Regions from separate parts of the Mus musculus genome. Here all the other regions are linked to region 2. Evidence: chromatin contacts called from public HiChIP or PLAC-seq and Micro-C data. All regions are on one chromosome and are shown on one strand. The core of a region is the stretch at or near the end of the contact, and the rest is flanking DNA. Distances in the headings are between cores, read along the strand shown. Region 1 holds the start of Add1 (adducin 1 (alpha)). Region 2 holds the start of Nelfa (negative elongation factor complex member A, Whsc2). Region 3 holds the start of Ctbp1 (C-terminal binding protein 1).

What was found. A called contact is a pair of places that touch in the nucleus more often than the background predicts. HiChIP or PLAC-seq counts read pairs in DNA pulled down with a chosen protein or histone mark.
Region 1: an H3K27ac HiChIP or PLAC-seq map of microglia shows a contact between it and region 2, with 6 times the contacts expected there. The contact joins the promoter of Add1 here to the promoter of Nelfa in region 2. A contact is called at or near these places in 2 of 115 datasets of contacts at active chromatin or transcription factors (astrocytes and microglia).
Region 3: a Micro-C map of embryonic stem cells shows a contact between it and region 2, with 5 times the contacts expected there. The contact joins the promoter of Ctbp1 here to the promoter of Nelfa in region 2. A contact is called at or near these places in 1 of 39 promoter capture datasets (liver) and 2 of 484 Hi-C or Micro-C datasets (CD4 T cells and embryonic stem cells).

What each region holds. Positions count from the first base shown.
Region 1 is chr5:34,571,984-34,575,086 of GRCm38.p6, forward strand. Add1 (adducin 1 (alpha)) reads left to right here and starts at 1,681. Exons shown (of 16, transcript NM_001331082.1): 1 at 1,681-1,930. It overlaps Mir7036b (microRNA 7036b), which reads left to right and starts at 2,168; the gene lies at 2,168-2,230.
Region 2 is chr5:33,934,976-33,938,056 of GRCm38.p6, forward strand. Nelfa (negative elongation factor complex member A, Whsc2) reads right to left here and starts at 1,296. Exons shown (of 11, transcript NM_011914.3): 1 at 1,051-1,296. The coding sequence starts at 1,260.
Region 3 is chr5:33,273,615-33,277,062 of GRCm38.p6, forward strand. Ctbp1 (C-terminal binding protein 1) reads right to left here and starts at 1,390. Exons shown (of 10, transcript NM_001198861.1): 1 at 1,165-1,390.

The DNA.
Region 1 (3,103 bases), core at 431-2,930, 640 kb after region 2:
TCGTATGCTGTTCAATCTTGCCCAGTTTCTTTATGCTGTGCATTTGCCCTGTGTCTTCAAGTTAAGAAATCACTTCTTTTGAGGACAAATTGTCTCCTAACCCCATTCAGTGTTTTGTCACACTGTGGATTTTTTTCATCTGTACATGTCTGATTTCATTTTTATATCTTATTTGAGAGCAGGTGCCCACAGAGTACAGAGGAGTGTGTTGGATCTCTTGTAGCTGGACTTATAGGCAACATTTCTAAACTTTTATATCTCTATATATTTCATTTTTAATCACTCAACCCTCTCTCCAGTTAAAGTAGGGGCTTATGGAGGGCAGGTGATTAATGGAGTTTTGACTGATGTCCGACTCACAGTAGGTCCAATAGGTCCCCGGACACATCCTGTGGTGATTTCCCCAGTTCCAGAATGTATAATTGGGATAGATATACTCAGAAATTGGCAGAATTCTCATATTGGTTCCCTGAACTGTAGAGTGAGGGCTATTATGGTTGGAAAGGCCAAATGGAAGCCTTTAGAGTTGCCTCTGCCAAAGAAAATAGTGAATCAAAAACAGTATCGTATTCCTGGAGGAATTGCAGAAATTACTGCCACTATCAAGGACTTGAAAGATGCAGGGGTGGTGGTTCCCACCACATCTCCGTTTAACTCTCCTATCTGGCCAGTGCAGAAAACAGATGGATCATGGAGAATGACAGTTGATTATCGAAAACTCTCTCTCTTCAGCAAACTTTCACTGGCATTAGACTTGTTGCTGGGTGCTGGAGGATGTCAGAAAAGTCATCTGAGAACAGTCAACATGTAGGGCAAATGTTCCTAGGACAGAGGGTACTGACTGGAATCCACAACCTCTCTGACCCTTATGGGGTCAAACTCAGAGCTCTTGCTGTGAGGATCGGTTTGTTTTTGTTTTTTGAGACAGGGTTTCTCCGTGTATGTAGCCCTGACTGTCCTGGAACTCACTTTGTAGACCAGGCTGGCCTCGAACTCAGAATCCACCTGCCTCTGCCTCCCAAGTGCTGGGATTAAAGGCGTGCGCCACCACGCCTGGCTGAGGAGAGGCTTGGATACACACTTCTGTCACTTGAGCCAGGCTCGAGGCTTCAACCTTTAATGGTTTGAAGGGAACCAGGAGCGGGACCCCTTTGTTTCCTTTGGGTCTTTTAGGATTCAGTTGACAGGAGAGACAGTAGGGACTTGATCCTTAGGTTAGTTTACCAGGTCGCTGCCAGGTGGACTGGTTCTGCCAAGGCCTCACCTAGCCTCATTCCCTGCCTCTGAAGAGGCCTCGGTGTTTGTTAATCCACTGTCATCCGGCGGGCCCTTCCTGTCTGTGGAGCTTTATCAGAGCACACACAGACATCTCAGTCCTGACTCCACCCTGATTGACAGCCCAGTCTCCCAAACTGCCTACTGATCTTCTCGCCTGAAGCGCACCTAGACCGTGTCCGTTCGCAGTCAGTTTGTGGGTCTGACCGTCTCAGTGGGAGAACTAGCGTTCCTGTGAGCAGGTGCACCAGCCCGCCGTCCCGGACGCAGCCAAAGCGACCCCTAATCCCACTGTGACACCGCCTTCAGCCGGAGGCCGGAGTCTACCCTTCTCTCCGCCTCCCAGGGCCCCGCCCTTCTCCGGGCCTGCCCCTTGCTTAAGATTGACCAATAACAGAGAGTAGTGCTGGACGGCGGTAGGGCGTTCAGACCAATGGGGCTGTGCATTGTTGGGCCGCAGCGCCGCAGGCCGCACCCAGCTTGGCGGCGGGGGCGAGTAGAGGGGTGAGGGTTGAGGGCGGGAGAGGACGAGGGCTGCTGCAGGCGGCGGGGGGTGCGCGGCAGCCAGGGGGCGGAGCCCAGCGCGAGCCGCAGGCGAGGCGGCGGCCGCACTCGGACCCGGGAAGCCGTGCTCTCTCCCCGATTCTCCGCGGAGGTGAGGCCCGGGAGCGCGGCGAGGTCTCCGGGGCCCCCAGCGGGCGTAGGGCAGGGGCGGCGGTGCTGGGCGGGCAGGGCAGGGCTGGGCAGGGCCCGGGGCCTCTGGGGCGCCTCTGGTGCGCTGAGGAGGGCGCGGCTAGGTCGCTGCGGCGCGGGGTGCCCGGGGTCTAGGTGCTTGCCTCCGAGTGCGGGGGCGAGGACACTGCATCGTCGCTTCCCAGGATGGCCCGGACGGACGCGGGGTTCTCTGTGGAAGCGGCTTGCTCGGCTCTGAGCTTCCTGGTGGGCCTCGGGGTCCTCCCGGGTCAGCATTGTGCTAATGGTGGCTCCAAATGCTGGTCACTGCAGAGATTGTGGAAAGGTGCATCTGGGTTCCGCTTGTCGGCTCTTTTAAAAACTGACACCTTCTGCCCCAAGAGAAAAAAGCCAGCTCTGTCCACGGATGGTAGTAATGAGGTGGTCGTGGAACTTCCTGGAGATGGGGCTTGCCTTTCCTCTCTGTTTTATCGTTCAGACCTCTTCCTAAAAACACTTCGTTTTTATAATTCAGTTCCTGGTTCAAGGTATTTGGTAGATGAGTTGTGTTTGTTTTATGCACACCCATCTTAAAAATAAATATTTTGGTTCACCTGAAACTGCTGTTGTTTTGACCATGATTTTAGGCCTAACGTTGTTAAACTCCCAAAGACCAAGAACAAAGCTAAAATCTGTCTATGCATAACTGCTCAAGAATTTCAGAGAGATTGTGTGTTTGTCAAAAGTGGGTTGAAATCTCAGTCGGGATAGGAACTAGATTGCTAAGGGATCCGCTATGTCTCCTTTGCAAGCAAGCTGGGAGTCGTGGGTGGACTCAACAGGCTCCAGAGAGGAAGGAGGTTGCAGGTCGGAGGTGAGTTTTATGCGGGTGGGATTCTAAAAATCGCAGTCTTTAATTAAAGCCAGTGACGTAGGGATCACATTTTAATTCTAAAACTTTGCTATGCTTCGTCAATTCGCAGCCCAGAATGGTCTGGAACTGAAAATTTCTGCCTCTGCCCCTAGTTCTAGGATTACCTTGAGGTTGACACCACACCCTGATAGTAAAGTTGTTTTTTGAGGAAGTATGAATGGTGTTGACCTTCAGAACAGCTTTTCAGGGTTTAGATGTGGTTTCGCAGAGGTGCAGGTCGGT
Region 2 (3,081 bases), core at 46-2,545:
ACACCCACACCACACGGAAAATGAATATAACGTGGAAACCTGTTGCCGTATTAAATTCAAATGAGGCAAACCCCAAATACTCGTGTGTGCTAGGAATGCACACACGATTGATAACCCTGCCAAAATAAAACCAAAAAAAAAAAAAAAAAGCCTCCTGCAGGAAAGAGGAATGGAGGTGCTTTGGAGGGACCAGCCTTGTTTTCATGTGTGGAGATAACAGGAGTCATTTAGCTAGCTCTCAGTATTTTTTAAACCGAATAAATATGCAGTTTTGTGTATATGGTATAGTGCAGCAATAAAAATTAATGATATAAAAATAATACAATAACTGGAAATGTTTAAAAACTAAGGTAACTCGGTGTTTTTAGCTGCTATCAGATGTAGTGGCCCAGACCTCCAGAGATTGAGACTGGAGGATACCAAGTATGAGATCAACCTGGGCTACACAGTGAAACTATACATATATTATTTGCGTATGTATTTGCAAAGCATAGTATAAGTTAGAGAGATGCAATGTGGAACAAGAGTACACTGAAAAGAAGCCACAGAATAGCCGGGCGTGGTGGCGCACGCCTTTAATCCCAGGAGGCAGAGGCAGGCGGATTTCTGAGTTCAAGGCCAGCCTGGTCTACAATGTGAGTTCCAGGACAGCCAGAGCTATACAGAGAAACCCTGTCTCAAAAAACAAAAACAAAACAAAACGCCACAGAATAGAGATGAACGCAAGCCGACTGATATTTGGTAAGGCAAAAGCAACAAAATTAAGGTCAGCAGTCACATGGAAAGTTGCACTAACAGCCCCGAACCAAGAGTAGCTTCGGAGCTGAAGCATCCAGCACTGCGGAAGGGGCGGGCCTGGCTGTTGTGGCCATGGCCCCACGACCCCCGAACGCGACAGCGCCCAGCGGCTGGAAGTACTAAGGTGTAGGGGCTAACGGCGCCAAAACGGAGCTGCGCGCGGCCGGCGGGAGAAGGGCAAGGTGCGGCGCCGGAGCCGGCGGGAGGCAGGAGCGGTGCTCCGGCCGGAGAGAGGCTGGCCCGCGTCCTCACCTCGTCCACGGTGCGGCGCGGGAGATGCAGCGTCCCGAGCAGTAGCTTGAGCTTCACGGCCGAGGAGAGGCGGTGGAAGCAGAGGCGGATGTTATCGATGACCGCGGCGGTGAGCAGGGACGCGATGCTGGGTGGCGCCCACAGCTCGTCCGTGGCGCCCAGCTTGTTGTGCAGCCACAGGCCGGTGTCACTCTCCCTCATGGAAGCCATCTTGGCGGCGGCAGCGCGCGTCGGCCGGCATCTTACGCGGACGCCTACGTGTCCCCGGCGAGGACCCCCAACATGGCGGCACCCGTTGGCGCGGGGCGGGGTCTCGAGTGCAACTGCAAATGGCCCCGCCTTCTGGAGGCTTCGAGCCGAGGCGCAAGAACAGGGAGTGGGCGGTGAGTCTCCGCGAAAAGAACTCTGGGTTTCCGTAACGCATGATGGCGGCACCTACTAGGGCGCCGGGCAATGCCGTAGCCATTTGAGTCGCATCCGTGTGTCGTCGAGATGTTCCGCTCAGAGTACCGCAGTGAGGCGCAACAGTTTGGTTTCCCGGTGTGCGGCTCATTGGAAGGAGTCCGGAGAGCGCGCTGGGCTCGTTCTCCACAGACAGTCTTGAATGGCCCTTGCCCGTCCTGCATACAGTGCTGCCTCAGGTCCGCATACAGGTCCGTTCCGTGTCGGGGATGTCACTAGGCCATTTCCCATGGTTATGTGGTCGCGATGGCTGTGGTTAATCATCAGGGCAATTGCAAAGTAGTTCAGAGTACGGTCTTTCAAAGGCTGATCCTCCACAGCTGCTGAGAAGCCTAAATTCACCCTGTAGTGTCTCTCTTTATCAGAACTTGACAGTGTAGTTCTGTCCATCCTTCGAACTCACTCTGTAGACCAAGCTGGCCTCAAATTCCGAGATCCACTTACCTCTGCCTCCCAAGTACTGGGATTAAAGCCCTAGGCCACTCACAAGGCAGTGTCAGCAAAAGTGGCAGTAGGGCACGACTCTGGTCACAGATATTTAGGAGATTGAAAAGGATCGGTTGGGCCGAGGAGGTAGAGGCCATCCTGTGCAAAATAGTGAAACGAATCTCTTAAAACACTAAGTATCCTGGGAGTGGTGGTTCATGTCTGTAATTCCTGGAATTTGAGCTCAGATAGGAGGGTTTGAGTCCATTTTGAGCCACAGAATGAAAATATATAACTAAATGTAAATTGTTTTCTCCTAATTGAAATATTTCATGAAGAGGGGAGAGCAGCTCTTAAGACTTAGCATGGTAATTAAATGTACAAGCCTGAGGAAACTTGGAAAGGCATAAGACTCACTAGGCCACTTCCCATGGTTATATTAACAACTATTGACAGAAGAGACTGTGGAATTGCCTGATTCAAGGGACTGGGAGCCTCAGGTATCCAGCATTTGGTGACAGCTGTAGTGGAGTGGTCTTTCCTGACACTTTAAGTTACTCAGACTTGCCTGGTGGTGGTGGCACACACCTTTAATCCCAGCACTTGGGATGAAGAGGTAGGTGGATTTCTGAGTTCGAGGCCAGCCGGGTCTACAGAGTGAATTCCAGGACATCCAGGGCTACACAGAGAAACCCTGTCTTGGAAAAAAAAAATGTTGCTCATCCTTGAAGTAGGTTTTTGCTACTTTGTGGGTTCTTTTTCCCACCCTTCATCCTCCCATCCATTTCACCCTCTATCATTAGATAGAGAAGGAAGGATAGAGGAGGAGGAGAGAGAGAGAGATCCCTGAATCTAGTTTCTTCTTTGAGCACCGCTACTAACAAACCACAATCCCCTCCCCCTGCTCCCAATGGCTAACAATCACCAACTCCACTTATCAGGGCTCTAGCATTTATATACCCTCTGAAAAATTCCCAGAATTTCAAATGCCACACAAACACAGAAACTATCTGCAGCTGGCAAAACCATGGCTCTGCTAATCAGTCAGCTGCTACAAAGCAGCCCCATATCCCCACACTTAATATTAAGACAAAAACATAATATTTCTGTGTTTTTTAAAGAAAGCAAAATATCAGAATTCTG
Region 3 (3,448 bases), core at 140-2,639, 660 kb before region 2:
CTCCCTACCCCATGGGAAATTTGGACTATAACCCTGCTGGTTTGGGTGCAGAGCCTCTTCCTACAAAAGTGTGTGTGTGTGTGTGTGTGTGTGTGTGTGTATACACATGAGCCTCCAGGGAGTTCAGCTCTGAAGAGGTGCAGTGTAGGGGAGGAGTACCCACCACCAGTCCAGGATGAAGGCAGGCCTGGAGGGCCTTACCCCGCCACACCCTGAAACAAACTGACAGGATCTGCAAAATGGCCTTGTGTGATAAGAGGTATAGTGGGCCATCACAGGGCGCCTCCCTTTTTCCCTCCTGCCTACAGTTCCTTATTTCCTGCTGGCAGCACACGCTGCGAGGATTCATCCCCTGCCAGCTTTCAGGCTATAAGGAAGAAGGCAGTGCCCTTGTGAGAACAGAGCTGGGGGTCAAGCCGTGTGGTCATTAAAGTGGAAGCGCCAAAGAGAGGGACACTGTAGGGCACTTGGACGGTGGGCAAAAGGCTCCTCCCTAATCCGAAACCTCTCGGCTGCCCCGCCCGAAGGTGGGGTCGTCTTCGCTGCGCGTGCGCCAGGCTACGCGGCCAGGGAACGCAGCCAAGGAAGGACTGCCCTCCACAGGCAGGACCCCTGTGGCTTAAGGACTTTCATAAATGAATAAAAAAAAACGTAAGTGGTCCAAATCCAGGTGCCAAGCTGAGCATCACTAAGTCGACCAGAGGGGTGATAGGCATGTAGGCCACCCATGTTCCCTCAGCGCCACCTCTAGAGACTACCCGCTCCCGGATCTGCCGACCCGAGGCCCATGCGGAATCCGCAGGCTCGTCACTCCGGGAACACCTAGGTCCCGGCTGGGTGTCCACGAGAAGGATCCTCGCGGGACCCCGGGCCAGGAAGACAGGCCCGGCTCGGTCACAGTCTGGGTCGCACCACCACAGGCCCCTTTGTCACCTGCGCGGGTCGCGAGCGGGCATCGGAAAATAGGGACGCGCACGCGCGTGCAGCAGTTCGCGCATGCGCATCACCCGTTGGCCTCCTGGGTTTCTCCCCCCCAACCAGGCGCGCGCGCAGCGAGCGCGCACGCGCACTCGCACACAAAGCCAGCGCCGCGCGCGCCCGGCCGCCCCGCCCCCGCCCCTCCACCCCCCGCCCGCAGCCGGAAATGCGCGCGCGCGGCCTTACCCAGCGGCAGGCCCTTGTTGAGCAAGTGGGAGCTGCCCATTGAAAGGTGCGGGTGGCCGCGGGCCCCGATGAGTCCGGCGCTCTCCGCCGCCGCGAGCCCTGCGCCTGGGGCGGCTTCGGCGCAGTCTGCTACTCCGCCCGGCCGCCTGCGCCCGGCCACCGCCGTGCCGAGCCGCCACCGCGCCGCCAGCCGCGCTCCGACCGACGAGCGGGCGGGGACACGCGGCGCGCGCGCGCGGGCGTGGCCTCGGTTGGTCTGCTGTTTGCAGGCAAGGCGGCGCGCTGGACGTACGCGGGCGGCTCAGGGGCCCAGCTGCCCGCCGGCCCGACGCTCGGCCCCCACCCCCAGCGCCCCTCCCAGGCTGGATTCCCTTCCTGGACACGCCCCCAGCTGTACCCGCCCCCGGCCTCCCCTCCCCTGCGCGTACCCCGGACTGCGCCCCTGCCACTCCTTGGCGCGGTGACCTGGGCCGGAGCCTGAGTGGTGAAGCAGCCCATCCGCGTGGGGCGCTACCAGTCTAGTCGCCGGGGCCTCAAGAGGACAGCGAGAGCGGTTCACTCGGCCCCTTGTGCGCTAGAGCTGGGGCCGCGGACCCAGGACCCAGGAGCTGGACAGCGCCCCAGCCAGGGAAAGTGATCTGTGCGCAGGGACAGATGCCCGCTGGCCACCCCAGAGTAAGCGACTGACTGTTGGTGGGACTGTCAGACAGGCGTAGCGAGGGATACCGCTTAGCTGTTAAAAAAAATAAAAATAAAAAAAAATAAAATAAAATAAAATAATAATAATAATTAATAATAATAATAATAATAACATCACGGGAACAGTCCAAACTGAAGGATGCTGAAGGCCATATGGTTACGAGTTTTGAAAATCAAATCTTTGAGAAAGGTGGGCAGTATCAATGAGGGATGACAAGGGCCTGGGCATCTGTTTACAGAAAAAATGCTTTGAAAATACCTTCCAATTCCATCTATTGGCAGACATGGATGGAGAAAAAGATCTAACAGGTGGAGTCTCAAACCTGCTACAGTATTTCCTAAATAGACTGAGGGCTAGGGGGGAAAGCCAGCAGATGTACACTTTCCCTTAATCCCCACCCCTATCCTGGACTGTCTCTCCTGGTCTGTTCCAGTTTTCTCGAGCTGCAGGTGACTCCCTACAGATCCATCCAAAGGGCTCCTCCCAGTTGTTCCATCCTAACATAGCAACTCCATGGCAGAGTGACACCTCCTATTCCTTCTCAGGCTGCCCAAATTCCCACTTTTTCTTGCACATTGTGACTAGGACCACCACATCACTCCATCCTTGTGAGGGATTATATCAGGGCTTGTATAAAAACCCTTAGGGCTCAAAAGATGGCCTAATAGGCCATCACTTGAAAGAGGCACATTGGACTTGCAAACTTTATATGCCCCAGTACAGGGGAACGCCAGGGCCAAAAAGGGGGAGTGGGTGGGTAGGAGAGTGGGGGGGGTGTGGGTATTGGGGACTTTTGGTATAGCATTGGAAATGTAAATGTGCTAAATACCTAATAAAAAAATGGAAAAAAAAAAAAGAAAAAAAAAACCCTTAGGGCCTCCCAGGAAACCTCGGAAACCTCCCAGGAAGCCTCGGAAACCCAGGCTTCTTGTCACCATCACACTGGCTTGGACTCCTACTCCAGGGATGGTCCCTGCAGGCAGGAGTCTGCTCCTGCGGATGTGAGGTAGAAAGCCACTAGGTAGAGATGTGGAGATGCACAGGTGGTTCTGAACATGCCCATCCTAAGAGACCCTATGACCTTAGGATTGCCCAAAGGCACCTGTAAGCACTTGCTCCTGAGAGAGCATCTGGTGTCTGTTGGGCCACATTCACCCTCACTCCACTCTGTTCAGCATTGCTCAAGGTCTGAAGTCCTGAGCCATCATCCTGGTGCCAGTAAGAGAGTATGATGTTTTACCCTTACCCTGGCAGTCTCCACCACAGGCCATAGGTTAGACTGGTTACTGGTAAATGGACCCATCCTGCCTGCCTCAGCTGTTTATCCTCTGGCAAAGCTGTACTTTCCCTGGGATCACACTTATCAGAGTGATAAGGGGATCCCAGTTGTTCCCTTACCAGAGAGTACTAGGTTTTCATCCAAGGAATGGGCCTGGTAACACAGCACTCCCCTCAGCTTAATCAAATCACATCTGCCCTCTGAGACTAGAGGATACCTTGTACCCAACCAAAGAGACCTATGGAGAGACAGGCCCAAGGCACTGCCCTGTGTGCCAGCCCTTCTTCGAAGTAATTTGAGAATCT